2 separate regions of the Sus scrofa genome follow, and region 1 is linked to region 2. Evidence: chromatin contacts called from public Hi-C data. All regions are on one chromosome and are shown on one strand. Each heading gives the region's core, a stretch centred on a gene start, on an enhancer-like site or on the middle of the called end of the contact. The rest is flanking DNA. Distances are from core to core; before and after follow the strand shown. Region 1 holds the start of ERC1 (ELKS/Rab6-interacting/CAST family member 1). Region 2 holds the start of RAD52 (RAD52 homolog, DNA repair protein).

Evidence for each region. Hi-C and Micro-C count contacts between places; a contact is called where the count stands out from the background.
Region 1: a Hi-C map of skeletal muscle shows a contact between it and region 2, with 5 times the contacts expected there. The contact joins the promoter of ERC1 here to the promoter of RAD52 in region 2. A contact is called at or near these places in 2 of 5 promoter capture datasets (fetal liver and liver), 16 of 47 Hi-C or Micro-C datasets (alveolar macrophages, blood, brain and 7 more) and 2 of 2 datasets of contacts at active chromatin or transcription factors (alveolar macrophages and skeletal muscle).

What each region holds. Positions count from the first base shown.
Region 1 is chr5:68,221,545-68,227,683 of Sscrofa11.1, forward strand. ERC1 (ELKS/Rab6-interacting/CAST family member 1) reads left to right here and starts at 2,178. Exons shown (of 20, transcript XR_002344310.1): 1 at 2,178-2,444. It also overlaps a transcript of RAD52 not described here.
Region 2 is chr5:68,166,353-68,171,835 of Sscrofa11.1, forward strand. RAD52 (RAD52 homolog, DNA repair protein) reads right to left here and starts at 1,296. Exons shown (of 13, transcript NM_001123182.1): 1 at 1,105-1,296.

The DNA of each region.
Region 1 (6,139 bases), core at 928-3,427, 56 kb after region 2:
ACATATTTTTTGCCTTTCTGTCTTTTTAAGGCTGCACCTGTGGCATATTGAGGTTCCCAGGTTAGGGGTCGAATCGGAGCTGTAGCTGACGACCTATGCCACAGCCATAGCCAAGCAGGATCTGACCTACACCACAGGTCACAGCAATGCCAGATCCCCAACCCACTGATCGAGGCCAGGATGGAACCCGCAACCTCATGGTTCCTAGTTGATTTGTTTCCGCTGAGCCACGACGGGAACTCCCTGTTGTTGTTTTTTAAAGTTTTTTGAAGTTTCCATTTCTTCTATAGTCATATTTTCTGTTTATCCTTCCCCTTCCTTCCCCCAGCCCCAAGCTGGAGACTTCTAACAGTCTTTGGTTGACTGTTCATATTAAGATGAGGTAGTTGGATGCTGATGACAAATCTTTAGAACTTGGGAGGGTCTTGTCAACTTGCAGTTTCACTCTAGGGTGAGTTTTTAGGAAACTGCCTATTGTGTCAGAATAAAGAATGCTTTGCTCTTAGTCATTAAACACTCTCCCCAAAGATTACGAATACTCTTGACTTCTAGCTTAGGATAAATGCTTAGCTATTTTATCAAAGGTAAAGGGAGGGTTCTGCTGTTCAGAGATTTTTGGTTTCCTTGTTTTCAGCCCTGCTTCTCACTCTTGCTCCGTCACTGTCTCAAAATTTGTTTTTCTATATCACTTCTGGCAGGGAGGTCTCCTTTCACGGTTGCAGTATCCCCCTACATCTATTTCACATTACGGATTCTTCCATTTTTGTTTTAATCAGTCTTCACTCACTTTCTGTGTGAAAAATTACAAAAAAAATATTTTGGTGGCTTCCTTCCCAGGTTCTGTTTTGTATGCTTTTTTTTCCCCCCATTCCTTTATTAGTATTTTAATGGGTCTCAGGAAGAAGAGGCAATTAATGCTAGTACTCAGCCAGCTTTAATTAAAAAAAATCCTAAATGTAGGTTTAAAAAGAGGTACCTGGGGGAGAAACAACTGTGGAATGGCAAAAAAAGAAAATTCCAAGTCTGTGATACTGACAGTATTCCTGTGTGTGTAGAACTTAATGCTTAGCATCTTACCACCTACAGATCCACAAAGGGATATGACAGATCTGAGCTATCTAGTTCACACCCCACTTTACAGTTAAGAAAAGTAGGACCTAGAAATAATGTGATTTTCCCGTGGTCACACAAGCAGAAAGTGGAAGAATAGAAACTGCAAAGATACGACGAGTCCGCTTTGCTTTGCTTTTACTTCACCATGTTAAAAATCGGGGGAGCAGGACGGCAGATCAGCAGTTAGATGAGGAAGATCTTGAAAAACAGTCAAAAAAGGTTGGCTTTTCATAAGCGAGTAGTCACATGCCCGAGAAAATGAAATATTTTAGGGTGCTTAACTGCAAGACCTAGTGTCCTAATAGTGGGCCGCCACGTGTGGAACGTACTGAAGGGGGCGACTGTCCAGCAGACCGGGAACCGCAGGAACCCGAGTGAGCCCGGGCGGGATGTGGATGCGGTGAGTGAGAACGCCGAGGGGAGGGAAAGTGACGGTGAGGTCCTGAGGCAGGGCAGACTGGGTAACTGTGGTAGAGACTGAGCCTGACTCCACCGCTCACACCCGCAGGCGCGAAATAAACCTAATCAGCGTCCCTCTCACTCTCTCAGCTTACCTACATCCTTACATTAACAGAGCGCGGTTCCAGCGGCGCTTCGGCACCTGAGGACTGGGGCGCCTGACGCGCGCGGCCGGCTGCCGCGTGGACCAAGGCGGCGGGTCTCGGCGAGCTCCGGACTTGCGCCCGCTTGCGGGCAGCCGGAGGGCCCAGGCCCGGAAGTTCAGCAGAGGCGGGCGAGAGAGCGAGCAACACGGCGCTCCGAGCCTCCTACCAGCGGTCCGGCCAGGATGTCCGCGACACGCCCGCGAGGCGGGGGCCCACAGCTTGTACGGCGCAGCATCCTACGGCAAGCGGGAGGAGACAGGCGCCACCCGCCCGCGCGGCGAGTGCGCGCGTGTGCGCCGCGGAGCGCGGAGCCGCCCGCCCGCCGGCCCCTGGAAGGCGCCCGAAGCCTGGGAGCTGCTGAATCTCTCTCCCAGGAGGCTGCGGGAAGGCCAGCGGGCGCGGCCAGCGGGGGCGGGGCTCTAGTGACGTCAGCCAGGGGCGGGGCTGGAGTCTCGCGCAGGGGGCGGGGCGCGATGACGTCGGGCGCCCAGGCCGAGCTGTGGCGGCGGTGGCGGCGGCGGTAGTGGCGGCGGCTCCCGGGCGGCAGCGGGAGCGGCAGCCCTGAGGAGGGTGAGACGGCGGCGGTGGCGGCAGCTCGGAGTCGGGCAGCGCCTGAAGCTTCCCGCCCGTCGCTGGCGCTAGGCCCCCGTGCTCTCCTCCGCCGGGTCTTCCTCACGGCCCTGGCCGGGGCAGGGCAGCGCGCCCCCGGGGAGGGCGGAGCCGTAGGTGAGGCGCGGGGACCCCTCCCCCTCCGCGCCCTGCCGGGGGGATGGGGCGTCGTGAGGGCGGCCCCACCCAGCCCACCGGCGGGCCCCACCCGGGCGGTCTCGGGGCGGCGGCGCCGTGGCGGCGGCGGGGACCGGCGGGGGCTGCGGGTGCCTGGGAGCGCGGGTGGCTGGCCCGCGGCGTGATGTTGCGGGCGAGGCAGAGGAGATGCAGGCATCGGGGAGCCCCGAGGAAGCTGGGGTGCGGTCAGGGTGGATGTGGGTTTTGGGTACCGATGTACAGTGGTGAAGGAGGTGAGGATTCTGGGTTTTTCCCTTCTGTGAAATGTTAAGGTAGGAGATGGTGGGATTCCAAAAGGGAGATGAGCAGTGGATGCTTGCTTGCCTTTGAGGCAGTTGGAGAAGATGTTGCTCTGGGTCTCACGTTTCTGCTTGAGGGTTTGGGGTCTTTTTTCTTTTTTTTGCTCCTGGCGTGGCTGGTGGGGTCGAGGAGGGAAGAAACTCTATCTGCCTTTCGCTCAGGGGGGATAAATTGTAAGCGTGGCTGAATTTGGAGTTTTATACCCTTCAGGAAAAGCGAGATCTTCGGTTAGGACAACTTCATTCTGGCAGCAACAGTAGGGAATAGGTCCCATTCCACTTAGTCCCTTAAAGGCGTTATCTTCCACTCTTTTTTTGTGCCCAAATGATCTCATTTTTAAGCTTTATCCTAGCCCCGTAAGAGAAGGCCTGAGGATCAGGTGGTTGCTTTGGAAGACACATTTCTGAGGAGTAGTTTGCAGGTGGTTGTTGTTGACTACTTTGGATGGATGAAATGAACAGTTTGAACAGTTCTGTTGGCGCTGGTTATATGAAAAATGTTTAAATGTTTTAAAGCCCAGTTTTCTTTTACAACTCATTTCTTAGTAGACCTTGACATTTAGGTATTTTGTGTTTAACACTTAATTATTAGAAATGATTTTTATTTCTCAGTTGCATATGTCTTTATTAGACACTTTAAAAGTGACGGGGATGTGGCATTCCCACTGTGGTGCAACAGTATCCGCAGTGTCTTGGGATCCCTGGGATACAGGTGCCATCCCCTGCCTGTCACAGTGGGCTAAGGATCCGGTGTTGTGGCAGCTGCAGCTTAGGTCAGAACTGTGGCTCAGATCTGATCCCTGGCATGGGAACTCCATATACACCCCCTCTCCCCCCGGGGGACGGCCAAAAAAAAAAAAAATGTGATGGGGCTGTAAATAAGCTATACCCCAATATGATTTTTTTAAAAAAGTGAAGTAGAATAATTTTTTTGGGTAGTTTCCTGTTTCTAAGAAATGTTCTTGGAGTCAGATGGTTTTAAATTGCTCTTTAATTACATTTTGAGGGCATGTGTCACTGAATAGGTGTTATTAAGAGAAAACACTGTTCATCATGCTTCACATCACTGTTTCACAACTTAGCACATTAAATCAATCTTTTTTTTCTGAATTTCTGCTCCCTCATTGATTACATGGGCCTTATCTATATCTATTGGTTAATTTATTACTTGCTTAGAAAACAGGTCCGCAGGAGTTCCCATTATGGCGCAGTGGAAACGAATCCGACTAGAAACCCTGAGGTTGCGGGTTCCATCCATGTCCTCGATGCTCAGTGGGTTAAGGATCTAGCATTGCCGTGAACTGTGGTGTAGGTTGTAGACGCCGCTTGGATCTGGTGTTGCAGTAGATGTGGTGTAGGCCAACAGCTGTAGCTCTGATTCGATTCCTAGTCTAGTAACTTCCATATGCTGCAGGTGCGGCCCTAAAAAGCAAAAAACAAAAACAAAAACAGGTCTGGTAATGGACATTTATGTAATGGATGGAAGTAGGCATGACTTTCAATAATTAATTTATGAAGGAAGAGAAAGCGTCATGAAATGGAATTTAAGCATTGACTTTCCCAAGGTTTATGCAATTTGGGAACATAGCCAGAGGAGTGCTTTCCTGTAACCCAAGAGAGAAATATACAAAGTGAGTGTCAGTAGTTGCAGATCACCACCTTTTATAACATGCTTACTTAATGAGCAGACTATTACCTTCCAACAAATACTTCTGCTTGAAGAAACTTATAGGAAACAGAAGATTTAATAGCTATTAGGTAAGAAAGGGTGTGGTCCAATTTGTAATTATAAGCAAAAGTTTTAATTGTATTTGGACAGATCAAATTATAAGTTGGTACACTAATAGTTTTGATTTTGGATTAGTCACTTAGAAGGGGAAATTAAAATTCACATAACTATTTTTGGCTTTTAAATTATACTTTGAGGAATTCCCACTGTGGCACACTGGGTTAAGAAACTGATCACAGCAGGTTTGATCCCCAGCCCAGAGCAGTGGGTTAAAGTATCTGGTGGTGTTGCCCCAGCTGCATCGTATGTAGTAGCTATGACTTGGATTCAGTCCCTGACCTGGGAACTTCCATATGCTATGGGTGAGGCCATTAAAAAAAAAAAATATATATATATATACACACACACACACACACACACACACACACACACACATTTCATTGGGTATGCATGGGAACAAATGTGAACTAAGGTACCAGATGAAACTTTGCGAATATATATTGCTAAGATGATATTTTCATGGCCAACAGTGGGATGTGACTCTTAGTAGGAATGCAGTCTTAAAATCTGGGGGAAAAGTGTAGGGTAGAAGTGATCTATTTCTCTTTCGAATTTCTCATCCCTGAGAAAAATGGTACATTTTATTTTTTGTCTTTTTGCCATTTCTTGGGCCACACCTGAGGCATATGGAGGTTCCCAGGCTAGGGGTCCAATCGGAGCTGTAGCCGCCGGCCTACACCACAGCTCACGGCAACACCGGATCCTTAACCCACTGAGAAAGGCCAGGGATGGAACCCACAACCTCATGGTTCCTAGTTGGATTCGTACATTTTATTTTTTGAAAAATATCACTTGGAGTTCCCGTCGTGGCTCAGTGGTTAACGAATCCGACTAGGAACCATGAGCTTGCGGGTTCCGTCCCTGGCCTTTCTCAGTGGGTTAAGGATCCGGTGTTGCCGTGAGCTGTGGTGTAGGCTGGCGGCTACAGCTCCGATTGGACCCCTAGCCTGGGAACCTCCATATGCCTCAGGTGTGGCCCAAGAAATGACAAAAAGAAAAAATATCACTTACTAGTCATTACTGTGATATCTTTGTTATGTATATATATATATATATATATATATATTTTTTTTTTTTTTTTTTTTTGCTTTTTAGGGCCGCACTTGCGGCACGTGGAGGTTCCCAGGCTAGGGGTCGAATTGAAGCTGTAGCTGCTGGCCTATGCCAGAGCCACAGCAATGCAGCATCTGAGCCGCATCTGTGACCTACACTACAGCTCATGGCAACAGCTCAGATCCTTAACTCACTGAGCTGAGGCCAGGGATGGAACCTGCAACTTCATGGTTCCTAGTTGGATTCTTTCCTCTGTGCCACAATGGGAACTCCAACTCTGAGTCTTGTGTGGTGTCCCTTTTTAAAAAAAATTACTTAAATCAGGTAACTCTGTCAGTCTGTTCAGTATTAGTATTGGAAACAAAAAAGTGAAGATTTTCATTGCAATAGCTCCTCTTTTTCTCTGCTACATTTAAGCTTTTAGAAGTAGTATAAGAGCTGTTAAATGTTTGTTTTGCACATACTGTGTCAAAAACATTGATGAAGAAAGACAA
Region 2 (5,483 bases), core at 46-2,545:
GGAGCATCTGCTTGGGGCTACAAAGAAGTTTTAGCCAGTCAATTCACAAATACAGAATTCACAGATGATGAAAATAGGCTAGGTGTTTTATGAGATCAAACCTCTCCCACAGCTGTTACGTTTTTCATAAACTCGTCTCCAAGTCCACTCAGTTCCCATCACTAGATGACAGGTCTGACTGCATCTCCGATGGGACCTGCACACAAACGCTTCTCTGCTTGTTACCACCACAGTCAATGGTCTAGTAAGCGATGCACTGAGAACAGAGGACTTCACAAAGCCAGCCTTTTCTGAAAGATACCAGACCTGGGGCCAATGAAATACCTGATCCAACCCGAGTTAAATGTGATAAGAACTTAGTTTTACATTGTTTGTGCCTAGGGCTGAATTCTATGATGAAAGAGCCCTTAAATTAAGCCGAAAAGTGCAAAAACGCAAATGCCCATCAATTAATGAAGAAGCAAAACATGGTATATCCCGACAACGAAAGATTATTATTGGGCCACGAGAGTACGGGACACGCGCCACAGCTCGGATGAACCTTGGGGACACAGTGCCAAGTGAAGGAGCCAGACACAAAAAGCCACATACTGCATGATCCCACTTATGCAAAACATCCAGATCTGGCAAATTCAGAGGCAGAAAGAAGACTGGTGGGGCTGGGGGAGGGGGATGAGGAGCCCGCTAATGAGCTCGGGCTTCTTTCCCAGGTGATGAAAATGTTCTGCGTTAGATAACGGTAACGGCCGCCCAACTCTGTGAATACAATAAAGACCACTCAATGTTCACTTTGGATGAACAACTTTAATCATATATAAATTCTATCTCAATTTAAAAAAAAAAAAAGTCTAGAAACGCTGAATACGCGCTGAACTGTCAAATCCCTAAGTGGGTAATTCTACACACCGGAGTACAACTGTCTACGCGCCCTCGGCCCCGGTCAACCGGCAGCAAGTAACCGCAGCCCCAACCCCGCCCCGCCCCGCCCCGCCCCGCCCCGCCCACGGCCACGGCACCCTCCCCTCAGCACATGCCCCGGGTCGGTACCACTAAGCCGGGACCGGGAGACGAGCTTCCCACCCGGCGGAGATCCCACTCACGCACCGTTCCCCCTGAACGCGCAGAAGGGGTCTCGGGACGGCCGCGCAGAGGACCCTGGGAAGAAGGTCCGAGCGAGAGCCGACTTGAACGCGCGGAAGGACACGCGTGATGACGGCGTCAGAGAAACTGGAAAAAGTGCGAGAGAGAGAGAGAGAGAGAGAGCGAGCGAGAGAGAGAGAGCGAGAGACGTACTCGCAGAAGGGCGATAAAGCAGGCCGCGCAGAGGACCCTGGGAGGAAGGTCCAACGGGAGTACCCAAAACCAGAATGGCGTGTGGCGCGGAAGAACACTTTGGGTTCCCGCGCAAAGAGTCCTGGGAGGAAGGTCAGAACGAGGGTAAACCAGACCGGGGTGTGGGAAGAAGGTCTAACGCGAATGAACTGAGAAGACCTGTACTCGCGGAAGGGTACGCGGCGCGGCCGCGCAGAAGACCCTGGGAAGACGGTCCAAAGAGAGCGTGCCGCACCACGGCTGTGAACGGGCGGAGGAGCCGCAAGTTGTGGTCGGGGTAGAGGAACAGAGCCATCTGTTGAGAGCCGTAAAGCAAGTTGTTTGGCAGCGCGATGCTGACTTCCGTGTCAGCGGCTCTCTGCGCTTGGCCCCTGCGCGCCCTGCGCCCCTGTGGTCTCTGCTGGCCACCAGCGAGCTCCTGCCCGGCCTCCCGAGCGGAGCTCGGCTCCGTGTACCCCAGGCCGCTATGGCGGAGATTAGAGCTGTACCGGGACCAGGCTCAACAGCCCGGGCAGCGCCCCATCGCCGGGTCCCGAGGTCCCCAGATGCCCGCACAGACGGAGATGCTTAGAGGCGGCGATCCGTGGGCAGGACATCCCGCAGCAGCGCTCGTAGCGAGACTAAGGAGTCGCATCTCGGGAGTTCCTATGGTGGCTCAGTGAAACCTAATCCGAATAGTATCCATGAGGAAGCGGGTCCGATCCCTGGCCTCGCTCAGTAGGTTAAGGATCTGGCGTTGCGCTGAGCTGTGGTGTAGGTCGCAGACACGGCTCAGATCCCGAGTTGCTGCGGCTGTGACGTAGGCCCGTGGCTACAGCTCCTTTGTAATCCCTAGCTTGGGAACCTCCATATGCCACGGGTGTGGCCCTGAAAAGCAAAAACAACAACAACAGTTGCATCACAACCCCAAGCTGAGTGCGGAAAACTTGAACATACTCAGTTACTGACGTTTTCAAATTGTTGTTCCGGTGACCCCCTCGCCGCGGTTCTGCGCAGTAACCAGGCATTTCCTGGAGGGGTGCTCACGATTCCCGTGCATTTGATAAAGAAAGGCATGGCTGCTTTCAGATGGTGCTGGGACACAGTGATTGGGTTAGAGTCCCTATCAAAATATGCATAAGAATAATTACAACTGGAGTTCCCTGGTGGGTTAAGGATCCGGTGTCCCTGCCCTGGCGTGAGAACTTCTGTATGCAGAGGGCAAAGCCAAACAATAATAATAATGAAGTGAAATCAATTACAATTGAATTCGAGTGAGAAATGTTAAATGTATGCAGGTACATATAAAAGAATAGGCAGATGAATAGCCAACCTTAGAATGGAGAAAAGCTTTCTAACTATAGAAGCTGATAAATTAATCTTAAAAGGTGAATAAATGTAGCTATCTACATGCAATTTACTTAGTTTCTGGAAGTAGAAAATAAACAAGAAAAATAGGGAAATACTAACATGTATTCGAATGGAATTAATATATAAAAAGTTCTAACAATTGAAGAAATATTAACAAGTGTGTATATAGTTCACAAAAGGAGAAAGACAATATGAAAAGATTTAATTTTAATAAAACTAAAAAGTATACATATTAAAATAAGTATATAATTTCAACCATTTCCATTTTATTTATTTATCTATCTTTTTAGGGCCACACCCGAGGTATATGGCGGTTCCCAGGCTAGGAATACAATCGGAGCTGTAGCCGCTCAGGCCTGTACCACAGCCACAGCAATACCAGATGCTTAACCCACTGAGCAAGGCCAGGGATCAACCCAAATCCTCATGATACTAGTTGAATTCTTAACCCAATGAGCCACAACAGGAACTCCCGATAAATGTATTCTGTTCATGAAAGAGTATTAATAAAAAAAGGAAAAATATATTAGATAAAGAAAGTGCTTAGAAATTTAAAATATGATACCTAACTGAAGTTCCCTTGCGGTGCAGCAGGTTAAGAATCTGGTGTTGTCACAGCCATGGCACAGATCACAACTGCAGTTCAGGTTCGCTTCCTGACCTGGGAACTTCCACATGCTGTGGGCAAAAAATATTAATAATGAAATACGATACCATGAAAATTTCACTAATAAGTTTGGAAAACAAGGCTTTTAAAAAATCTCCCCAAAAGTTAGTTAAAAAAAAAAAAAGATGGATAATAAAAGAGAAACAATAAGAAAATTAAAACATCAATCAAGAAAGACTAACATCTGGAGTTCCTGTCCTGACACAGCAGAAACAAATCTGACTAGGAACCATGAGGTTGCGGGTTTGATCCCTGCCTCACTCAGTGGGTTAAAGGATCTGGCATTGCCCTGAGCTGTGGTGTAGGTCACAGACATGGCTCGGAATGGCAGCAACACCTTTGATTAGACCCCTAACCTGGGAACCTCCATATGCTATGGGTGTGGCCCTAAAAAGGCAAAAAAAAAAAAAAAAAAAAAAGAAAAAGAAAAGATCAACATCTGACAAACAGGTGTTCCAGAAAGAGAGAATAAGAAAACATCTAGGAGAAATTAACAAAAAGAAAAACAGAAAAAAACTTTTCAGAATTGAAAGACATAGATCTTCATTTTGAAAGATCCCACCCCAGGGCTCAGTATGACAAATTAAAAAGGACCTACACTGAGGATATTTAGATCATAAGTGGTAAGTAAGTATCGTAAATGAAAATATGCAGAAATGAAAGCCAAAAAAGTATCATTACACACAAAGTATTGGGCTAAAATACCAGGAATCAGATGGCTTTGGACTTCCTCCCAGTAGCAATAGAAGCTACAAGATAATAAAGAAATGCTTTCAAGATTCTAAGGGAGGAGTTCCCACTGTGGTGCGGTGGGTTAAGAATCCCACTGCAGGAGTTCCTGTTGTGGAACAACAGTAACAAATCTTACTAGTATCCATGAGGATGAGGGTTCCATCTTGATCCCTGGCCTTGCTCAGTGGGTTAAGGATCCACTGTTGCTGTGAGCTGTGGCATAGGTGGCACTGCAGCTCCAAATTCGACCCCTAGCCTGGAACTTCCATATGCTGCGGGTGCAGCCCTAAAAAGACAAAAAAAAAGTCCCATTGCAGTGGCTCAGGTCACTATGTGGGTGCAGTTTTGCTCCGTGGTCTGGGGCAGTATGTTAAAGGATATGGTGTTTGCAGGTGTGGCCATAAAATTAAAAAAAAAAAAAAAAAAAAGAATTGCCCCTGGTGGCGCAGCAGTAACGAACCCAGCTAGTATCCATGAGGACTTCAGTCTGATCCCTGGCCTTGCTCAGTGGGTTAAGGATCCAGCATTGCTGTGAGCTGTGCTGTAAGTCACAGATGTGGCTTGGATCCTGTGTTGCTGTGGCTGTGACAGCTCCGATTCGACCCCTAGCCTGGGAACTTCCACATGCCTTGGGTACGGCCCTAAAAAGACAAACAAACAAAAAAAGATTCTGAGGGGAATTAAATTCTAACCTAGAATTCAATATCCAAATTATCAATAAAGTGAGAGAAAAAGTAAATATATTTTAGACAGATATTCTGCAGAAAATTAACTTGTTGCCTACCTTTTCTCAGAAGGTTGGAGAAGAATGTCTCTTCAAAACGTAAAAGGAGACTGAAAAAGAGGAAGGCACAGGATTCAGGAAATGGGATCCAACATAGAAGAAAGGCCATGGAATTCCTTAGATGATAAGAAGTGAAAGTTATGGCAGCTATACTATGCAGTGGCCGGATGACCATGGGTCTGGAGTGGAGAAGAGGAAGAAGGGCTCCTGATGGAATGTCTACAGTGGGGAAATGTGCTGATAAAATATCTGACTTGGGGGACATGCGGAAGATTGTATTGAGAGGGATTATTGTCACAACTATATATATAGCATGTATATATATATATATACACACACACACATATATTTGCACATATACATATAAAATATGTACATGAGGGAAATGGAGATTTCGTGTAACAGCAGAATGACAAGGACCAGCTGGCAAATGTTGAGGAAGTGCTGGAGTTGGAAAATCATTGCTTGGTAAAGCTTGAATCAGGCAAGCATCATCCATCAGTGGATGCTGAATTTAAGGGAAAATTTTGATGATGGGCAGAATATTTGCATGATCTAAATTGTCTCCCTATAGACATAAGCTGTAAAGGAGGAAGGGAAAATCAATAATGGTGCAGC